Regions from separate parts of the Capsicum annuum genome. Here regions 1 and 3 are each linked to region 2. The links are chromatin contacts, called in public Hi-C maps. All regions are on one chromosome and are shown on one strand. Each heading gives the region's core, a stretch centred on a gene start, on an enhancer-like site or on the middle of the called end of the contact. The rest is flanking DNA. Distances are from core to core; before and after follow the strand shown.

The links. A called contact is a pair of places that touch in the nucleus more often than the background predicts.
Region 1: a Hi-C map of bud shows a contact between it and region 2, with 2.1 times the contacts expected there. The contact joins the enhancer-like site here to the promoter of LOC107854119 in region 2. A contact is called at or near these places in 2 of 5 Hi-C or Micro-C datasets (bud and placenta).
Region 3: a contact with region 2 is called in a Hi-C map of leaf, with 3 times the contacts expected there. The contact joins the promoter of LOC107870589 here to the promoter of LOC107854119 in region 2. A contact is called at or near these places in 2 of 5 Hi-C or Micro-C datasets (leaf and placenta).

Annotation. Positions count from the first base shown.
Region 1 is chr5:154,458,623-154,463,150 of UCD10Xv1.1, forward strand. It overlaps the pseudogene LOC107870587. Among protein-coding and RNA genes, the nearest start is that of LOC107870589, 80 kb to the left of the region's middle. Within about 2 kb of position 2,494, at least 4 of the 5 cell types and tissues checked have an H3K27ac peak or open chromatin away from gene starts, as enhancers often do. A contact at or near this core is called in bud, where this site is marked.
Region 2 is chr5:154,600,796-154,605,717 of UCD10Xv1.1, forward strand. It overlaps LOC107854119 (transcription factor MTB2), which reads right to left and starts at 3,162. Exons shown (of 1, transcript XM_016699114.2): 1 at 517-3,162. The coding sequence starts at 2,525. The coding sequence ends at 747.
Region 3 is chr5:154,379,133-154,384,059 of UCD10Xv1.1, forward strand. It overlaps LOC107870589 (protein TWIN LOV 1), which reads left to right and starts at 2,031. Exons shown (of 10, transcript XR_007055950.1): 1 at 2,031-2,223; 2 at 2,398-2,628; 3 at 3,040-3,249; 4 at 3,494-3,635; 5 at 4,069-4,785.

The sequences.
Region 1 (4,528 bases), core at 1,244-3,743, 140 kb before region 2:
TATTTAAAGATTTGATCAAATCTAATAACAAATCTAAAAAATAAATTTTCAAAATCTGATCCACAATAAGAGAAAAGTTAGTTCATTGGAATTGGTTAAATTTTTATTTTTTAAAAATTAAAATACATGTCTAAAGACAATTTTAAATTTTAAAAATCACAGCTTTAAAACTTGAAATTTCAGCTTTGAAATTTATGATTAGGGAGCTTTTCAACTTGGATTAAGCATGTTTCGGCCCCCTCCTAAAATATATGAAGGACATTAGTCTACACTCTGCACTCCAATTATTTTCTGATCAGTGCCCATGCTAATATTTTCTTTTCACTAATAGTAGTGTCAACTTTTAAAGGACATTAATTCTTTATTGTTAGTCACTTCTCATATATTCCCATTATATTGAAAACTATTTGGTATTTGCAGATATTCAAGAAGGAGTTGTTATCACACGAGAATATACTACACTAAGTAATTTGTTTAGTTGCTTGTGTTTCAATGAAGTTCACCTCTTCACGCTGAGAGACCAGCTGAGCTTTGTTAATGTTGTCTATAGGTTAGGAGGTCTGTTTATGTTTTTTAGATTCCCTAATTGTGAGTATAATTCCATTTTTATTTTACACAATCATACCTGTGAACGTTCATCCAAAGTAAAGTGGGTAAAATCTTTTGATGAATTTAAGAAGGATAAAATGGGTAGTATGAAAGAGAGTAAGGAGGATTAGGCTTGTGGACTCCTTATCCGGGGGATCTTGATTCAGTTATGTTACCATCTGTAAAGAGAACTTCAAAAGCTGGATGAGATTCAAATTTCCTTTCTATTATTTCACATTTGGTTTCCACCAAATTCTGAATAACATTGTAATACATTTTGTTATCCTTCATAAATTTGAGGTTTTGTTCGGACGGAAATATGTTGAAACTATAACATTGTTTGCTCATCTGAAAAAACTAGTTCACATAGGACGGTCTCTATCTAAAAATACATTAATGCTTTTTTTTTTTTTGCTTTTTGGGCATGGAGGAAGGGGTTGCATCTGCACAGAACAGGTTAATGAACAGTTCTGGACAATGAGTTATAGGATTCAAACATGAACCAAAGAATTACCTGAATGGAGACGGTGGTCTTGGTAAGTGGTCATGAACTGGGACTTCTTGGTTGGGATAACCGTGTTTCAAGGGATAAATTTGGTCATGACACCACCAACAGTTTCAATACCAAGGGTGAGAGAAGTGACGTCCAGGAGATGAATATCTATATCTGCACATAAAAAATATGCTACAATCAATCAGCAAAAGCTTCAAACTCACACATTATCAAAACCAATAAGCAAATTATGGCAAGAAATCTAATTAGATCATGTACCTTTAGTTTCATCTCCATCCTCTCCGTTAAAGATACCATCTTGAATAGCCGGACCATAAGCAACTACTTCATCAGGATTTACACCCTTGTTGGGTTCTTTCCCATCGAAATAATCTTTAAGGAGCTGTTGCACTTTTGAAATTCTGGTGCTTCCACCAACAAGAACTATCTCATCAATCTGTTTCTTTTATAGCCTAGCATCCTTCATTGCCTTCTTCACTGGTCCCATTTTCTTTCTAAAGAGATCATTGTTCAACGTTTTCCCAAATCAGCGTTGAAACCATGATTATGATTACTTGCTGATACCTGTTAACAATATTATCTTTAAGGAGATGGTGCACTTTTGAAATTCTGGTGCTTCCACCAACAGGAACTATCTCATCAATCTGGTTTTTTTCTAGCCCAGCTCCTTCATTTGCCTTCTTCAGTTGTCCCATTTTCTTTATAAAGACATCATTGTTCAACGCTTTCCCAAATCAGCGTTGAAACCATGATTATGATTACTTGCTGACACATAACAATAGAGTAACAAAAAGAAAATTACTTCCAATGACCTCAATTCCTACTCAATTACATATTTTACACTCTTTCACAGCACGAGAAAAGTTCTAATGGATGCTACATGAAAAAACAAGCAAAAATATTTCAAGTCAAACAAGATATATATGTATAATGGTTTCATTAAGCCTACACTGATGTTACAAACATTAAACAATGGCGGCTTATACATGTTGACATGAATCAGAAAAACTCAAAACTTTAAAATCACCAACTGAACAGGGCAGAATGCAAACAGACCTTAATGTCGACATATTTTGCGTACTAATTCGAGCAGGAAGTCTGTATGAAGTTGAGCTACTGGAATTTCTACGGTTATCAAAAAAATTAGTTGAGCTCAAACATAAAAATAAGGGAAAAGCACCTAGAAAGAGTGATAAACTCGCCCCTATTTTAACATATCCTAAAATTAATCAAAAGCAGGCAAATACAGGCTTCAAAAGCTTTTATTTTTTTTTTTTTTCAATTACTCCAGAAAGAAGCAATTAAAAACTAGTTAGTTTGTTTTGCTCCACATGCAATAAACCCACATCACTCCCAGAGAGAGATAAACTCTATTTCATACAATTTTCTACCTGATCGGATGTGATGAAGCTCTGTATGTAAAGCAGATCGTTTTGTCCCATCCTAAAAAAGTAATTCGAGAGTAGTAGTGATTTGGATGAGTAGTGTGATTTGGGAACTAATTTGTGAGAGTAGTGATTCGAAAGTTCTGTAATTTGGGGCAAAACTCTTTCCGCCTATTAGAATATAGGAAAAGGGCCAGAAATTCATTAAAGTTAGTTCAAAAATATCCTCAACTTATTTCATCAGAAATATTGGCTCAAAAATACTATTTCATCTCTCAAAATAGGTGTGTGAAAAAATCGAACTAATTAAAATGTTATTGATTTATTATTATTGGTTTATTGGATTAACGATTTTTTAATGGTTTTATAAAAAAAAATTATTAGATTATTGGTTCGGTTTGATTTTTTCTTATTGGGTTAAACCGATAACCCAATAAGAATATATATATATATATATATATATATATAATATGTGTGTGTGACTTATTATATATTTCTCTTTAATTTCTACAAATTAACAAACCTATTATTTCAATTATACAAACTCTTAATTTCTCCTAACAATATTTAGTTCAAACTTGAAGATTTTTGTAAATTAAAACTCATTATATAGGATTTTTGATTGTAACTAAGATTCATTTTTTTTTTCATGTTAGTTACTACTATTTCTATTTTATGAGTATTTTCTTATCGGTTAAACCGAAAATCGAACCGTTAAGAACTAAAAATCGATAAAAAATATCTTATTGATTTGGTTATTGGTTTAACATATTTAAAAATCAAAAACCGATAAACTGAACCGATAGTATATAAATCGAACCGAACCGACCAATACACACCCCTAACTCAAAAACATCTTGTAATTAACGATTTTTTAATTTTAAAAAATTAGAAAAAGGCTAGAAATACCCTTTAAATATTACAATTAATTTAAAAATACCTCTTCATCCACTTTTATAGCTCAAAAATATCCTTTCAATTAACATTTTTTTAAAATCATAATTAAAAATTTTATTAAATTAGTAACAGCTTTCTATTGATTGAACCTAAATTAATTAAAATATTAAATCCAATCCGAACCCAACCCAAACCGTATAAAATTTGCCCCAACTAAATTATCCGATAGTATGAGTAATTTTTATTATCAAATGCAGGTTCTTTGTTGACTTAGAATCTGTCAGTCTAATGTAATGTTGTGAAGAATTCTATCCCCTAATTATAATGTTTGTTTGATATTTATTTCTAATGTATATTTCTCTCATTCTTTATGTTAACCAGCAAGACTAATTGAAATATTTTGGTTATGCCACGTCTTACGCAGCACTATCTTGTTACTTTCTCCATTTCATTTTACGTGACACATTTAGTTTGTATAAAAAATACTACATTCTTTCCTAAATAGTTGTCACTATTTTTATTTATATACATCAAATTGTCTTGCCATCACTGGCAAGTGCATTCCCGTGCGAGACCACTTCATACCATTCACCGATCAAAATTATGATAATTTTGTAGGATCTGGATCGGATAGTTTTAGTTGAGTCCGGATTGGGCTTAACATTTTAATTAATTTAGTTTCAACCAATAGAAAATTATCATGCATTTAATAAAATATTTAATCATAATTTTAAAAAATCGTTAGTTGCAAGAGTATTTTTGAGCCATAAAGGTGTTTGAAGGGGTATTTTTGAACCAATTTCAATACTTGAAGGGTATTTTTGACCTTTTTTTCAAAATTTTAATTATGATTTTGAAAAATCATTAGTTGTAAGGGTATTTTTGAGCCATAAAGGTTAATAGAGAGATATTTTTTTACCAATTTCAATACTTGAAGGATATTTCTAAAACAATAGATTTACTGAGGATATTTTTGAACCAATTTTAATACTTGAAGGGTATTTCTAGCCATTTTCCGTAGGATATAATACATTAGTGAATATTTTAGGAGAACGCTTAGGCCATATCTGTAAATTATTGTTTTTAGAAATACAAAAAAGGAAAAGGACACAAATGACCACTCGATCGAAATTAATTCCAAGAA
Region 2 (4,922 bases), core at 1,912-4,411:
AATAAACTCAAACACCAATATTTTTGCAGTCTAAGCTGTAATACAAAGTTAATGCTCCCATGCATCAATCATGAACTGGCCATAAGACAATTTTCAAACTAGCAAGATTCAATATGAACAATTTTATTTACTTGCTCTTAAAGGGAACTGACTCGAACAACTTCTTTCTATATCATCAAAGAATCACAAACCATAAACCTAGCATTTCTCAAGAAGGAAGAGGATTAGATTAGGTCGGCACATGTTTAGTTTTATGTTGCTGGAACTCTCCAAAAATGTTGTCAAACTCATGCCTTCGGATCCACCAAAAATGTAGTGCTTTTCGAAAATCCGCCATGCAACTATTTGACATTTTTGAAGAGTCCGAGCAACATAACATGCTACTTGACCTAAGTTGATCTTCTCCATCTTGACCAGCTTCATGCTAGAGTTTCAAAAACCTGAACCTAAGATAATCTCTGAAGACTAGAGAAGCAACTCAAGAACTAATAACACCAAGTAACAACACGAAATATATAGCATAACGCAAAAGAGATTTAAGCTTGCAAATCTATTCAACTAGCTTTCTTATGACAAACATGTACACTAATAACAGATAAAGCAAAGAATTGCTGCTACTTGGTCAATAACAAGTTGTCTCCTCTACTTCTAAACTGTTGTATACTAAAACCTTTGCAGAAACAATGAAATGGAATGTCGACTACAGTTTATGCCTAGAGACGATCAAATATGATGTTTTTGTTATCCTACTGATGAGAATGTGGCTGTAGAGAGTTTGATTCACCGCAAAATGCAGCCATTAACTTTTCCTTTGTCAGCTGTTCGGATCCACTGGACTTGACCACAAATGTATGATAAACTGTATCATTCCCTGCGGCAACTTTCGATTCAACAACATTGGCCTGTGCCTCTTTGAACACTTGGATGACTTTTGATAAAGGATGGATTTCCAGTGGGCATTTAACCCTTACAATGACTTCGTCACCGGCAGCTTCAATGTTGATATCAGCTACTCGGGTTTGAGTCTCTGAATTTGGGCTTCCTAGTCTTCCCCTCTCAGACTCCATGTCCCTAATCTTCTTCTGCATGTCAGTGATGTGAGCAATGGCATCTCCTAAAAGAGAAGCTTTGTCCATTTTGGAAATATTTGGAACAACAGCTCGTAATGCATAGAACCGCTGGTTCAGCTTTTCCCTCCGCTGCCTCTCCGCCTCCACATGATTGAGGGGCTCTTCCCTCCCATTGGCTGGTTTTCGTCCACGCTTTCGAGGCCTTGTTTCATCAGCTGGTCCAGCATGGTTTTCCTTACATGAAACTTCAACATCTGAATGCTCTGATTCAACAGTGTGCACTGGATAAACAACAGGCCTTGAGTTGGTGAAATCTATTTGCATTCCACCAGGCTTTTGATGCTTTTGATGCTGGAGATTATTTAACCGGAACTCTTCCCTAGCACCATTGACAGCAAAATTTCGTAAGTTGTTTGTTGGGGCCTGAGGACTGTAGAGCTCCGCTGAGTTCACTGGCTTCACATTACCAAATGAAGCCCATGATACGGGGCATACACCATTTTGTGCATTCACGAAGGGACCCTTGTTTCCATTTCTGTAAGTTTCCAGTGGCCTGTCCACCGGTTTCCTAACAAGTAGTTTTTCCCTAAATTGCGCACAACCAGAATTTAAATTCTGCCCGAAAATCTTAGGATTTCCGTTTGACTGATCACGAAGAAAAGAGCTGGAAAACATGGAACTATTTCCATCCTTTTTCTCAGCTACAACTGTTACAGATGCCGCTTGCTTAGCCCTACCAAGAGACGAAAATGACGAGAAACAAGATTTTATTGACTTCACAAGCTCCAAGCTTTCGGATATAGCTCTTACTGATCCCAATTCCACAACTCCTACATCAGTTGGGATCAAAACAATGGTTTGCATACCAGCAGACTTCATCAAAAAAGATCTAGAACAATAATCTACAGACGACTTCATGACATCCGATAACCACACATGCTTACCAGCACCAAAACACTTCCCCGGACCACCTTGCCCATGAGGGAACGAAAAGTACATTGAGGCAAGAAAAAACATCTCAGTATCAGTAACCCTATCCAATCCAAACAGATAGTTCTCTTCATCTGTTCCACCAAAGAACGTATGCAATTTCTGAAGTACCCTTTTCCTCATCCTTTGTTGAGCCTCATCCTCAAGGTGTAAATTCAGAATTCCAGTAACTTCAGATTCCTCTCCTTCCCTAGCTTCTCTACAACAACCATCTCCCCATCCTAACACCAATTCCCCTAACTTAGACCGCGAAATCTGCCAAAAAATAGCATAATTCCAACTAAAATTACTTCCATTCGGGCGTTCCACAAGATCTGACAATATATTCTGCAAATTCTCATTACTTCCCATTGAAATTAAAGAACATTCAGCAGAAACTAAACTAGACATCAAGTAATCAAAAGCTTTTGCTCCTAATACAGCTGCCACCATTGTCTTATCCTCATCACTCCACAATACAGTCATTTCTAACAATAAATAACAAATACCCAAATACTAAAAACTTCAACTTCTCTCAAATTTGATATAAACCACAAAAAGACTGTAACAAGAACTGGAAAAAAAAAATCCCTTTTTCTCCAAAACAAAAAGATTCAATCTTTTTCTTGAATACCCGAAATTCCAAAACCCACATTCAGATCCCAAAATCTTGAAACTCCAAGTTACAATTAACTATATAGAAAATACTATCTATTAAAGAATATGCACTTAGATATAAAAATGGCATAAAAAAGTAGATAACAAACCAGTGTTTGCAGCTCCAGAACCAGAGTAAGCAAAAACACTAACCCCCGTTATGAGCAAGGACTAAAATTCAACTTTTTGCCCAAATATATATTTGTTCTTGCAGACCAAAGAGGGAAAGATAGGAGATTGAGGGCATTGAGGGTATGCTCCTTCTAAATCCATACTGCATGTTTTGTTGTTGTTTGTATAAACTATGGTCAATAGGGTTTTAAAGAGTTAAAGAGATAACCATGGTTGGATTTTGGATTAATTAATTAATTAAACAAATTAACGGACTTTTCCTTGGTAATTGTCTGATTTGTTTGAGGAGTATTTTAGGAAGGAGGGAAGGGGGTTGGGGGTGGGGGGATTTTTAATGATGAAAAATGTGATCACTTTGACACGTTTGTTAAGATAGGAGGGACACAAAACATGTGTACCCTTACGTTCATGGCGTCAATTTTTCTTTTTTTGAATAACTTTTTCAATCAACTTCATCATATTTAGTACGTGACATAAATTATGAAATTATTTCTTAAAATTTGTTTGATTAAAAATTTAATCATTATATTTTTAAAATATGTGAAGATATGATCAAATAGATTTTCGAAGATAGATCTTCTAAATTTGAAACATAGTAATTTTTGAAGGAGAAGCAATAGTTGAGATTGGATAAAATATTTTAATTTAGTAATAATTTAAATAAATTAATAACAATAAAAGTTGTTCAAATTGAAATTGAAGGTTGAGGGTTCATTATTTAGATTTGAGTTTAGAGTCTTAATTTTTTACTTAACTTGAAATTTTCTTATTTTATGCTTTTCGTGAATTAAACCCATGTAACTAAATCATTCTATATCCAATTAGGGAATATATTTCAAAAGTTTTATTTTAATTATTTAATAAATAATTTATTATTTATTTATTTATTTTTCATAAATGTAAAACAAAAAAAATTGACGACAAAATAGAAAAAAATGAATCTATTTTACATTACTCAAAATTAAAAATTAACCGTACAAAGTTTAATTAAGTAATTTTCTCTATTGGAGCAAGATAACATGAATGGAGGGAAATTTTTAATGATGAAAAAGGTGATCACTTTGACACGTTTGATAAGATGGAGTGACACAAAGCATGTGCACACTCACATTTATAGCGTCTGAATTTTTCATCTTTGAATAACTTTTCACTTAACTCTGTCACATTTAATACGTGACATAAATTATGTAAATTTATCTTCTAAAATATATTTATGATTCATAGTAAGATAAAATTCATTTTATTAGAATTAATTAGTTAAAATAAATTATATATTAAATATAATTTTAAATTTCAAAAATCACAATTTCAATTTTAAAATCTATAGCCAAACAAGAATTTCCCAGTTTGAATTAAGCATTTTTTACCTCCTAATGTAAATGGCATTAAATCCACACTCTCTCGTCTTATTATACAAGAACTGCATGATAAAAATTAATTTTGTAATAAATAATATTATTTTTATATATAACCATAAATCATCTGACATAACCTGGATAGTAAACAAATAGAGTTTTGCTGCATCCTTGTTTTTTTGTTCATTCAGTACTCCGTCACATTTAATACGTTAATTATTGTATCTTTAAAATATTTGAAAGATATGGTCAAGTCTAATGACCACATAGATTTAGAACATAAATCTTCAAAATCTGATTTATAGTAAGAATTTTTTTTTTCTATTTTCATAATTATAATACATGTTCAAATACAATTTTAAATTTCAAAAATTCTAATATTGAAATTTAAATTTTAACTTTAAAATCAATGGTTAAATGAGAGTTTTTCAATTTAATTAAGTTTTGTTTACCTCTCAAAATGTGTAAAGGGCATTAAATCTACACTCGGCAATCTAATTATACTAGAATTATATGATAAAAATTAATTTTACAGTAAATAATGAAGTATTTATATGTATAACCATGAATCATCGGATATAACTTAGATAATAAACAAATAGAGGTTTTTTTTTTTAATCCCTCTTTTTTGAGTTTTCATTCAATGTTTGCTATTCAAATTTGCATTATAAAGGTGGGTGACACAAAACATGTGCACCCTCACGTTTATGGCGTGTGCCTTTTTTCACCGAATAATTTT
Region 3 (4,927 bases), core at 781-3,280, 220 kb before region 2:
AATGAAGGTTATGAATATGAAAATTTAAAAGTCATGAAGTTAGTGATATTATTAAGAGTAGATTTTTTTTTGTAATTATATAGAGATATAAATTTTACTTAATACAAATCAATTATATTAATTAGAAAGGAAGATAAAGACAATTAACAAAATATTTAGAGTTTGAAAATTTTAAAAAAATTGAGAGAGAAAAAAAATGGACTTCTTGAACTTAACTAATTGAAGGTTATGAATATAAAAGGTTTAAGAGTTATAGACATTACTAATATTTAAGAGTAGAATTTATTAATTGAATGTATACACTCTTAAGTATATAAATATTTTTATGTGAATTTTCATCAATTACGTATTTTCAGTCTTCTAAAATTTTGATTTTTATATAATATATTCTATAAGTGAAACAATAATTTCATTTTTCTTAAAAGAAAGTAGAGAAAAAGAAAAGATTCCATGAAATTGAATTTATTTTCATGCCTAGTTTTAGTAAGTTTTATACTTGTTTATCATTTATATATATAACACAAATCTAATTATATGAATCTCATATTTTTTATCTTATTTTATCCTTTTCATTTCTCTTTAAACTATAAAATGTGAAAAATCAAAAACTACAATTTCATGAATCAATAAACAACTTTCTTATGAATTAAATGTCATTTAAAAATTCTAAACTAATGTTACATTCTCATATTTTATCAAAAGATTTACTAAAATCGATGTACATAATTGCGGAAGGATCCATAGATACTTTCGTAAGTAGCACACATATACGTTTGCCTTCTTCCTTTGCTTTTACTTTAAAAAATAAACACTCTGGTCTAGACACGTACATAAAAAATTGACATCACCAATGAAAAAAATCAGAAAAATAGTTAACTAAATTAATATAAACTTTTGAAAATGGTATATTGTGAATTGAAGAGGCAAGAAGAACTAACACACATATAAATATAATTTCTCTCAAAAGAATTTTAAACAGTAATAGTTAGATTCTTGTCATCTCAATATCCTATCATTTGTATATCAATCGAGCCTTAAAAGAGTCATAAAAAAATAAACTAAGTGTAGCATGAAACGAAAAAGGACAACTAAATTGTTAACTAAAAGTGCTAAGAGCAGTTGGAGATGTTATATTGTGAATTGAAGAGGAAAGAAGAACTATCACTCATATAAATATAATTTCTCTCAAAAGAATGTTAAACAATAATAATTAGATTCTTGTCATCTCAATATCCTACTTCATTTGTATGTCAATCAAGCCTTAAAAGAGTCAGAAAAAAACAAACTAAGTGTAGCATGAAACGAAAAAGGACAACTAAATTGTTAATTAAAAATGTTAAGAGCAGTTGGAGATGAAGTTTAATAAATCAAAAATATAAAAAATATTGCACTTTGAACTATATCTTGGCCGGTGAGACTTTTCTTTTGTTGCTATATGCTATGTCTCATACCCACGGTGAGATAAGGACAAGAAAAACAGTTATGATAGTAATCTTCTTTTCATCTACAATTAAAATTTTAATAAGATTAAGATTAAAAGAAATACAAGATTGCCAAAAATTAATTAATGGGCACATAACATAAAAGAAAATTGTTCTAATAAAGTAATACATAACTCTTTACAAAAATATAAAAATGTACGAAGTTTGTTAATAGACGATGCACAGAATAAAAGAAATCTACTCTAAAAAAATAAATAAAGCTTAAAGGAGTGATTTTCAAAATGCACGTACCTTTTAAGAAATAATTGTGATTAGATTTTTTCAAGAAACCATTGTTTCACACTATTTAAAGAAAAAATTGTTATTCGATTTTTTAATACAAAATTAAATAATTGGAGGTTATGAATATAAAAGGTTTTAAAGTTATGAATTTTATTAATATTAATTAAGAGTGTAATTTATTATGAATATAGAGAGATGTTTGTTATGAAAATAATTTTTAAAATAAAATAATTGAAGAAAATGAAAGAAAAATTCCCCCCAAAAAAAAAAAAAAGATAAATAGAATCTTTGGTGAAAGAGAGGCACTTTCTTCTACTGCTACAGTGAAAAAAAATTTGTTTTATGGGAAGCAGTGGAAAGCTTAGTGTATGGGAGAGGTAGTGGCCTGATTTTGGAAAATCTTTGTTGATGAGTCAAGATTATTTTATAAGAAGAAGGTTGGGAGGAAAATTTTTGAATGAGCAGTAGATTTATTTTCCTAATTTATTTAAAATTTAAGGTTAGTTTCACCTTCTTAAAGCTTCATTATTTACTTACGTGTCTGTTTCAACTTCAATTAATCTCTTCCACCGTTTTTCTCCACATCTCTAACATTCTTCTCATAAAATTTTCTACTATGAAAAAGTTATTGATGGTTATTGCTAATTCTGGGTTGCACTGAACATGCTATTAGGACATTATTTATTTATAATGGCGTCGATTGCACCGCCGGTGACATTCCGAGTTTCGTACCTCAACTACCTGGATTTTTCTGAGCTTCGTATCTCAACCTGAACTATTCGATTTTTTGAGTTTCCACCATTCCACATCAGCAACATCTGTCATCGGAAAAATCACCAGAGAAGTCGCGAGTGGCGTTCTGCGAAAGCATCAAAAGAGATGGCATGGGAACCGTTACATTCAGGTCCATGGAATTCAGTTGTACCCATATGGAGAGATGCATATTGTAATATAAAACCCCCATTTTCGCAATCCTATTTGCATTATGTAATTAATGGGTTTAGGTTATTCATGGAATGCCCTGATGAAGGAGTGTGATCCAAATCTTAAGTTATACACCATTTTTGTCTATTCGGTTTGAGTACCTCTTTAAATTTTCATTTATAGCATTTTGGTTTATTTTTCCCAGTTGTTTTTTCTATTGAAAAATTTGAATGCAGCTTACGAATTAAATCAGTGAATACATGTTTTCTAGACGAGCTTATAAGTGAGATCCTCTAAGCTTTCAAATAGTTGAGGTGGTCTAGCATTTACTTGAGTGCTAACAATGTAGTGAGATGATATGTGTGGTTATTTATTTCTTTTGACTTTGCAGGTGCAGCAGTTGTTACCTAGGAAGTCACTGTCTTGTAAGTTAGTAGGGAAAAGGCCAGGCTTATTGTTGGAGGCATTCCCGAAAGACCATTATTTATCAGGATCCCCAATGGTCATCAGAGATTCCATGGATCAATGGCCTGCTAAGAATAAGTGGAATGACATGAATTACCTTAGAAAGGTTGCTGGCTTCCGTACGGTCCCCATTGAGGTGATTAATTTATTCATGTTGTTATTTCAATTTAGCTGAACTCTATATCTGTTGCATAGTCCAACCATATCAAAAAGGTAAGTCCTTTTTTTAAGCAACTGATCAAGAACACAAGTCCTTATAATCTGTTTTGTCCATGCAAGTATATATAAAGAAAATAGGAGATAGAATTACTTCACACATTGATTGATTTGACTGCACATTTTGTCGTTTGAGGAGAGTGAGCATTGTGAATTTGTTTTAGCCATCCAGAGTTGGACTAAATTTATGCCAAGATGGAGCTGGCTGTAGAGAGTCTGTGCTTAGGTGTTATAGAAGGGAAGTCTACTCCATGAGCATGGAACGGGAGCTGCCTGTTACATTGGGTTCAAGCTTGGAATTCACAGGTACATTTTGATTGAAATATATCTTCTTGTAGATATATGTAAGCTTTTGTCATTTTCCCTCTCTTCACCATGATCGATTATGTGAAATGGTTTTGCAAACTCTGTTTTTTCATACAGGCTGTGTGGTTATAGTACCCAAATACTCGTATTGTGCCAACTGTACAATTCGTACTACATAAGCAGAATAGCTACACACTCTATAAAAAGAGGCTCGATAAGCTCATGTGATTGTAGGGATATTTTCTTGTCATTGGAAAACTATAATTTAGGCTTATCTAGACTTGGCTATCTTTGTTCTTCGTTGAAGCTTATTTTGTGTTGTCAAAATAATGAAAACATAATATATTCATGAACAGTTAATTTAGCCCTCGTAAGAAGAATGGATTTGAATAAGATTAAATGGGGCTGTGGTGCCTAAATAAAAGGAATTCAGATATGCAGATTCAATTTCAGGAGAATAGGATGATCGATGAAGATGTAACATTTCGGCTTGCACGACGTCTCCTTCCATTTGCTCCAGCTATGAAAGAAAAGAATGGGCGCAACACTTTATTCTCTTCTACCGCTCTTTGCTTACTTCTGGCCTTCCCGAACTCCTACACGGGGGGAGTCAGATCTTGGAGTAAGCTCCTTTCCATGGGCAATCTACTCAAGAGTTTAGGCCCCTAATTCGGTCTATGTCTGAGCTGCTGCCGTACTCAAAGGCGAGGGGCTCCAAAAGTGGATGCGATCGGCCTCAGAGGAGAGGGGAGGCAACTTGAGATTCTAGGCAAAGTGCTTTCATATAGGATTCGAATAGGATGGACGAAACAGAGGAGTATCACGAGAGTGTTGTGAGATAAGACAATACCTAACTCTTTCCCAATACTTATGTATATTCATCCTATTCTTATTGCTTATTCTAAAAATGATTGACGTTTTCCACAAACCTGTCTTTCACAGGAGTCGATGTAGAGGGGCCTTGTGTTGCAAGTGATCTTGAGAAGAGAAAAGCCACTGTTGTTGTAAAAAACATATTGACTGTGCTGTGACACAACGGTGAATCAACAGGCGGACTGGTCGGTGGGAAGAGAATCTCTCCATCTGGGATGGGTCTGCTCGGACCATCCTTAAATATATCTCTTTGTATAATCAAACAAAGCTTTATATTGTGAGTTTTTCTTTTGTAATTCTTCACTTTTTCATTTTTACAATTGATACAATTTTCGGTTCTAGATAGTTTTGACACTTTTGGCATGGTCTTTCTATAACTTGTATAATCGATGCCAACTTACCTGACATGCCAATTGTCT